2 separate regions of the Anas platyrhynchos genome follow, and region 1 is linked to region 2. Evidence: chromatin contacts called from public Hi-C data. All regions are on one chromosome and are shown on one strand. The core of a region is the stretch at or near the end of the contact, and the rest is flanking DNA. Distances in the headings are between cores, read along the strand shown. Region 1 overlaps LOC101792387 (exocyst complex component 3). Region 2 overlaps MARK3 (microtubule affinity regulating kinase 3).

Evidence for each region. A called contact is a pair of places that touch in the nucleus more often than the background predicts.
Region 1: a contact with region 2 is called in a Hi-C map of subcutaneous adipose tissue, with 2.8 times the contacts expected there. The contact joins two enhancer-like sites. A contact is called at or near these places in 4 of 8 Hi-C or Micro-C datasets (liver, skeletal muscle and subcutaneous adipose tissue).

The regions. Positions count from the first base shown.
Region 1 is chr5:10,848,020-10,851,798 of IASCAAS_PekinDuck_T2T, forward strand. It overlaps LOC101792387 (exocyst complex component 3), which reads left to right. Exons shown (of 12, transcript XM_013103044.5): 12 at 1-93. Among named protein-coding and RNA genes, the nearest start is that of EIF5, 54 kb to the left of the region's middle. Within about 2 kb of position 1,707, at least 3 of the 8 cell types and tissues checked have an H3K27ac peak or open chromatin away from gene starts, as enhancers often do. A contact at or near this core is called in subcutaneous adipose tissue, where this site is marked.
Region 2 is chr5:10,732,908-10,736,548 of IASCAAS_PekinDuck_T2T, forward strand. It overlaps MARK3 (microtubule affinity regulating kinase 3), which reads right to left. Exons shown (of 19, transcript XM_038179241.2): 6 at 2,915-2,980; 7 at 620-690. Among named protein-coding and RNA genes, the nearest start is that of MARK3, 29 kb to the right of the region's middle. Within about 2 kb of position 1,889, at least 3 of the 8 cell types and tissues checked have an H3K27ac peak or open chromatin away from gene starts, as enhancers often do. A contact at or near this core is called in subcutaneous adipose tissue, where this site is marked.

The DNA.
Region 1 (3,779 bases), core at 457-2,956, 110 kb after region 2:
TTGTGACAACAGGATTAGAGTCAGCCTGTGTTTATTGGAATTTCAATCAACGAACCTTCCAGAGGAAATAAATAAAAACCCCTCTGACATTTTGATCGCGTCTGGTCTAAAAATAATTCCACCGCACTTGAAAGATTCCTGCCACAGACGTTTTGATTGCTGCATGCATCTCCTGGGTTTGACATTCACAGGCACCAAAGGGTATTTTCCGCTGGCTGGCCGGGGCTGGGAGCCCTCGGGGATGCCTGGCTTTCCACCGGCGTGTGGTGTCCAGGTGGCATCTCCTGCTCTGCACGTGTGTGTAGAATGAACACCCCTTTCCGTGCGGTTTCTTAATGGCAAATTTCTCCACCCTGTGCATGGCATTAAGTCGTGGACAGAGCAAATAAAGGCTTCAGTTCAGAAAGACAACCTGGGGCGAGGAGATTTGTGCACGAGGTCGAGCTCTGGTGGCATGTGGGAGGTTTTTTTGACCTGGGGCGCTCTCTGGGGAGAGGATGGGGAGAGGGGGGCCCAGCAGATGGTGAGGGAGGAACATCCTCGGCCACCCGCAAGCCTCCAGGAGCGAGCAGATGGTGTGTGGGGAGGCCCCCAGGGGTCTCGGGAGGGGAGGCAGTGGGGGGTCCTGGGTCACACAGAAGGGGAGAGCAGAGGGGAAACTGCCTGGGGAGGTCAGGCAGGGAAGGGAAGGCTGTGAGGATGGGGACTGAGTGATTTCCCTCATGCTGTGGGGATTTTAACCCACTTCGCTGTGAGCCCTGACATTCCCAAATGAATGCCATGCTGCTCCTGGTGGTTTGATGCTCTGGCTTCTCACAGAGTTGCTTGCCATCACTGCCTCTCTGCTCCTGCCCACAAGGTGAGCAATGATTTCTCACCCAAGCCCCCACACTGCCCCGGGCTTGGGTTTGGCCGCTTTGAAGTGCTGCACGCAGCAGAGCCTCGCCAGCCACCCCGTTATTTGAGATCCCGTCTCAAAGGGTCACCTTCCGTGCTTGATGCTGAAGGCAGTGGAAAACAAACACTCATTAATTACGCTGCAAGGTCTAGGGAAAGGCCTGACATTTGCTGAGGTGCCACCTGTGCTTCCCCAGTTTACCAAGCAGCTTTGCCAAGGGTGTGTGACGGTGCAGGGAGGGCATGACAGTGAAAAAGCAGGTAGGGCTGAGGATTTGGGACATGCCGGCTTCTGTTGCATAGCAAATGTGCACAGTGAGAATAAATCCCCCAAACCATGACACACAGTTGCTTGCCGGCTGCCAAATTTTATAGTAAATTGGGTTTTATTCCATTGCCTATGCCCTCCCAGGAGAAGTCTGATGATGCTGGACACTCATGCACTGACCAACGCTGTCCAGAAAAACCCTCACCCGTCTTCGGGGCTGTCCAGCACCCAGCTGGGGAGCGGTGTCTGACCCACGGGTGGGGACAGGGACACACGAGGGAGTGCAGCAAATGCTAACCTGGCTAATTTCCCCGTGGAAATAGCTGGCACATCGCTGAAGCTTGCTCAGCCTGATTTTAAGGAACCTCTTAAATGTTTGCCTTCACCCCAGCACATCCACGGCTGTGGGGGCAGCAGGAGGCTGCAGAGGCACTTGCTGAGGCCTCTCGCTCTGCACCAAGGGGCTGTGCTGGCAGCCTCCCCCAGCGCCCTGGGGACAGACGGGGCTGGAAGGGCACACAGCTGGTGCCATCTAGTGGCTTTCGGAGCCACCTGGTTCATAAAAGCCGCTGGAGGCCCTGGGAGCTGAGGGAAGCCGAGAGGAGGCCACGGGGTGCAGCGAGGCCGAGCTGTTTTGGGGGGCATTGCTCCCCTCTGGTAGCCGTCGGGGCTTTAGGATGGGGTTTCACACTCGGCTTCACCCGGTCTAGGGCCGTATCGGCACCAAAAGACACATTCCTGCCTCCATCCCTGTGTCTTCCTACCTCCTCCCATCACCTCGTGCTGGGTGTTGTGAAGGGCTATTGGTTTGTGAGCATTTAAAATAAAGGGAGGGTGGTTGAATCAGCTGCTGGGACAACCCTTGTGGCTCAGGGCTGGCTGAAGGATTTGCAAGGGGGCAGAGCAGCAAGGAGGTCCTGGAGCAGTTTGTTATAGCACAGAGACTCGCAGGGGTTTGTAAAAAATGTAAAGCAAATCTTGGCCAACAAATGAGTATTTTTTTTTTTTCTTTTGCTGGGTTACATCCACTGATCTTTTGTTTCTCCTAACAAGATGGGCTTGTGCTGTGCCAAATGATGTCATTTTCTTCCCCAGCGGCCTGCCCAGTGTTGAGAAAGATCCGAACCTCCATTTCCAGCTGCTGGAAGGGAAGCTCAGCACGGGGCGGTGATGGTGGTGGTGCTTCTCTTTCCTGTGTGCAAAAATGGTGTTCAGAAAACCCCCAAGTCTCCGCAGCTCAAAACCCCCCTCACCACCCGGAGGGCTGGAGGAGGAGGTGGATTTGTCTGGGTGCTGGCAGGAGCAGGGATGTTTGATGCTGGGGTGTGCAGATGCAGCCATGCAGCCCGTGGCCCATTTTGCTCACCAGATCTAATCCAGCACATCCCAAATGTGGGACAAAAAGCTGGGCCAGCCAGCTACACCTCCAGGCAAGGCGGTTTCAGGGCTACCAAGCTGTTTTAGGGCTGGTCTGTCCGTGCAGCCCACGGTCCTGGAGGCAGCCCCCGCGGCTCCGAGGCCACGCGTGTTTCGTGGCGCTTTTTGCGGGATGTCCCCCGGGTTGGGGCCACCTGCCGGGGTGTCGCTCCCGAAAACGGGTGCTCTGCTGTCCCCCGGTGTCGCGGCGAGGCTGGGAGCAGCCGCTAGGTGGGGGTAGGACCTGCGGGAACCCGCGGAGCCCGGCGGGCTGGGGCTGCTCCCTGCCTGCCCCTAAATGCCCCGTGTAAGGCACTTAGGGCTGCTCCCTTCCAGCAGAGAAACCCTCATCCCGCTGCCAACCAGCATCTGTGGTTCTTGACCCGGTCCCACGCTCTCCCAGCTTAAAATCACAGCCCAGAAAGGGGGAAAATTCTCTTTTTGTGCACCCGCAGGACTGATGCCCACGTGTCCAGAGAGGGAATTAGGGTGGTGCTCGCTGCTGGTGCTTCAGCCCCGGGGGGGCCAAGGGGAGAAGTGCCATGTGAAACACTCTTCAGTGAGCCAGAGCCCTAACCCACAGCAGTTTCTTTATTAGACAGCTGGCCCTGGCCATTAGGGATGTAACGGGGAGCTTTCTCTTCTGCTTTGTGCCCCACATGGTCATTAATATGATGCTAAACCCAGTTGGTGGCTCCTCAACAAATTATTAAACAAAACAAGCACAGAGAGGCATTCAGGCTACAAAAATAAAAATTTCTGGGAGATATTTTCCCCAAGACTGCATGATGACCGTGTGGGCCACGATAGTTCTGTGGATGAGGTTTATGCCTATCCGACACTTTTTGCAGGGAGGAAGGTGAGTTTGGGAAACAGCGACTGCAGGAGTGAAGTGTCCACATCTTCAGGACATGAGGATCCTCATCTCTGTCCCAGGGGTGAAGTGTCCTCATCCTCAGGATGTGAGGATCCTCCCACAGCAGGACCCACCCAACAGACCCCTTGCGCTGAGTCCCCCCAGGAGGTAGGTCCTGGGGGGCTCCTGCCCCGTGTGAGCTGAACACCAGGAGTGGAGGTGAGAGCTGTTAGTGTAGCAGCCACAGCCCTGCCACACCAACTTTTTACTTGCTTGAGGGCCAACATCTTGTCCCCTGTACCCCACATTTCCTCAGTTAAGCTATGTTGCTTCTTTCAATGT
Region 2 (3,641 bases), core at 639-3,138:
GATTTTTAACTAGTTATGCCAAATTATGTGCATACGTTCAATACTGCTTTGACTGTAGCATAGAAATGCTTTTTACAGATCAATGATATTCAACATTTTTGCAAGTCCAGTTTATCCATCATAAAGAAAACAAGAAAGCCTAGATTACTTTTTTTTAATTATTATTATTTTTTAGAACAGCTGTTAAATTGCATCTCTTTGTGCAAGTGCATGGTTGTAAACGGGTGTCTCTACCAGGCACTGCCTGTGTTTGCTGCTGACCTGGTTTGTAGCACGTTACACTTGAACAACTTCCAAAAGGTTACAGACAAGCTGAACGTAGAATATGTGAAATCAACCCAGAGGAAATTAATTTTGGAACAGAATCCATGTCCAAATCAAGCAGTCATTGTGTTCTGGCACTCCTGGACACCCTGGCACAAACACTAAGGAAGCTAGCACTGCTGACTGGACTACTAACCCCTTCAAAGCACGACTGGAACCAAGTTTCTTCTTACTCAGTGCTACAAGTCCACACACCATGCTGAGTAAAACACACAGGACAGCTGTTTTACCCATTTCACCACTAAAAATGGGTGTGGGGGGGCAGGAAGCTGATGTATAGGGATGTTATACATACCTGTCTAAATTTAGCTCTAGCCTCCTTTTCCTTCATTCTTCCATGTGCAACCAGATAGTCAAACACCTCCCCTACAAGTCAATAATGAGACAGGTTAATGCCAGTGTCAGGATATAGAGGTTCCTCTCGAGCAGTTACCCACAGCAACTTCACTGCATGGTTATGCTACAAGTTGATCTCAGGTTTAACATTACAAGTTAGCTCAAGAGAACAAGGCGTAAATGATGTGAATACAAACAATTTACTACAACGTTCTCTCTTACACAAGAAAACAATAAGGCTTAATGAAAGACTGGATACAGACAGAAACATTTCCTTCCAGTTGTTTAGGACAAAAACTGAGCAGCAATACTTCTGTTTTGTAAATAAAGATGACCTGTACCCCTTCACAGACTTTCTCACATGAGTATCTTTTGCACCACAAAAATTAGCCTCATACATGAAAGCATCTGATGATATCTGTCATATTGTTATATCAGCACCAGAATTTTTCTTTGTACGTGTGTATACAGGAGTTCTAACCAACACAGAAATCTTAGTTCTAACCTAAGCTTGGAAGAGGTATCTGCAATGAAGTTCTCAATAATGAGGCCAGTAGGACACTGAGATAATCCATCCCACAAGCATCAGATAGGTAAGACACACAAGAGAAACACCACTTCTGAACAAGCCCTATGGTGTATGGTTCAGACATCTAAAGGAGAATAAAGTAGTACTAAAGAGCTGTGTTTTTTTGATGTTTTGTTTTTTGTTTGCTTTTAAATAATAATAAAAAAATGTAAGAGTCTTACAGCAGGAAAATCAACAACTGAGCTATCTGAGAGAGCGTCAGGATTTTCTACAAAATAGTCTTGCTCTCCTCTGTAGCACATTTAATACCCAAGTCAGAAAATTCTCTCAGGTGTATTTCACAGCTGTTTCTTGAGAAAATTTGAAGGGGCAAAGCTGAACACGCCTTTATAATTCAGGGGAAAACGATACCAGAGAAAGAAATATAGGCAACTTAGGCAAATGTTGCAGTTGTAGGAATACAGTCTCTCATCCTCCAACCACATAATTTATACAGTTCACGTGTGACCAGTATCTCAAGGAGGAAATAAGGAAAACAATCCCTGTCACTCAGGTCACTGGCCATGCCTGTCTTGCACAACACTGCACATGCACAGGGCATTGCTCACAGCCCTTCAGACCTGCACGCATTTCTCCATTATTCTAAGATCTTTAGAGCGCTGTTGGCCCTTCTACCTTGTGGAGGCCAATCACTAGATGGCAACAAGACTTCACTTTTAAGTCTAGCACCAACAAACTGCACGGAGACGCCTTCACAAACATGCACTAGCCAATATCCTAACAGCGTTTTACCAGCCTTGGTTCTGGTTAGACAAAGCTTGGTGGAGCATTTAGGGACCTGCTAGAAGACAACTGAGGCAGTTAGAGGATCTTTACCTGATTTAAGAATTAACTTCACACAATCTAGCAGAGTTAGAATTCAATGCTGAAACTGTCAACAAGAAAAAACTGTATTTCCCTCCCACAACTGAAGAAAATCCTCAACTATTGGCGATTCCCAGATGCTGATGCTGAAGAGTCACACTGACAAACAGTGGGCTATTAGGTTTTAGCCAGCAAGGAGTAACTTAATCCCCAATATCTTAATTCTAGTTTCAGCAGAGCTATCTGACACTGCATGATGCAGTCTTTTTTTCTTCCTCCTCTGCAATCAGGAATAAATGTTAAAGTTCCTCCACAACGTCCCTCCTGAAATGGACATAAGGCTAAGCCTAATAACTCTTGACAGTAGAAGGTCTGTGATTATGGTATGTCAAATGTCATCAACTTTAAAAAAACAGAAGTTTCAGTACTCATGCTTTTGAAAGCAACAGTTAAAAATATAAAAGTGTTTCTCTTTTTATTTTATTTTTTTAACCAAGCATCTTATATAAGACAAGACAGCAGTCCTAGGGAGCTTAATACAAAAAAATTTGAAAGGTTGACATTTATTATTATAGATAGAACCAATCAAAGGCTGAACAAAGATTCCAGTTAAAATTTAAGTTGTAAAAGCAAAACAAATGTTATTAAATTGCAGTAAGTTTGGAATGAAGTTTTACAAGTTATAATTAAGGAGCCTGAATGAGTAACTTGAGAATATTAAAGACGTTGCTTAAAAAATTTACCCTACCACAATATTAATATTTGATAAACAGGAAGGTAAAACTTCAAGGGAAAAAAAAAAGTGCTTTCTGCCACTTGGCAATTTATTTACATTTGTCATCACAGCAGAGAGGTACTTACCCCCACTCGCATATTCCATTATTAAATAGAGAGTTTTTTCAGTTTCAATGACTTCAAATAACTTCACTGGAAGAGAAAGCAACTTATTAATCAGTTAGCTAGTTGCAGAAGTATTAACTCTATAAGGAATTCTGTTAGGAAAAAAACCCCACAATTTTCTTGATTCTTGACAGTACTAGATTATTACTCTAAACTAGCTTTTTCTGTCCTAAATGGAAAATACAATAGCATATTTTCTCAACTCATAAAATACAATCATTTGATGTGATTATATGGGAAAAGCAACTAGATTAAACAAAATTTCCATAAATTTGAGTGTCAGTAATGGCCATTTTTACACACTGTACTGGCATACATGGCGACAAATAAGTTATCAGTCAGTTCGCTGACAGTACCCTAACAATAGTACATTGTTTAAACTTCACAATCCAGATCAATTTCTTGACCATTTCTTGTTTTGATACAAAACTCTTTTAATGAGAGCCTGAATCCAATAAAAAAAAAATCAGCATTATGATAACTCTGCTCCTTTTGAGCAATCGGCTATGAAATAACTATTTTGTGGAGAGGGCCCAAATTTTTGTTGTTGTTGTTTTTAAACACACTGCTATGACAAGGAATTTCTTACTGCTATTTTACAGTAAATTACCCCCCTATTTTAAGATTATTTTACAATTATCATATAACATTTTTAATGGTGGAAAAAAGAGGCAACATTTCACTGGAT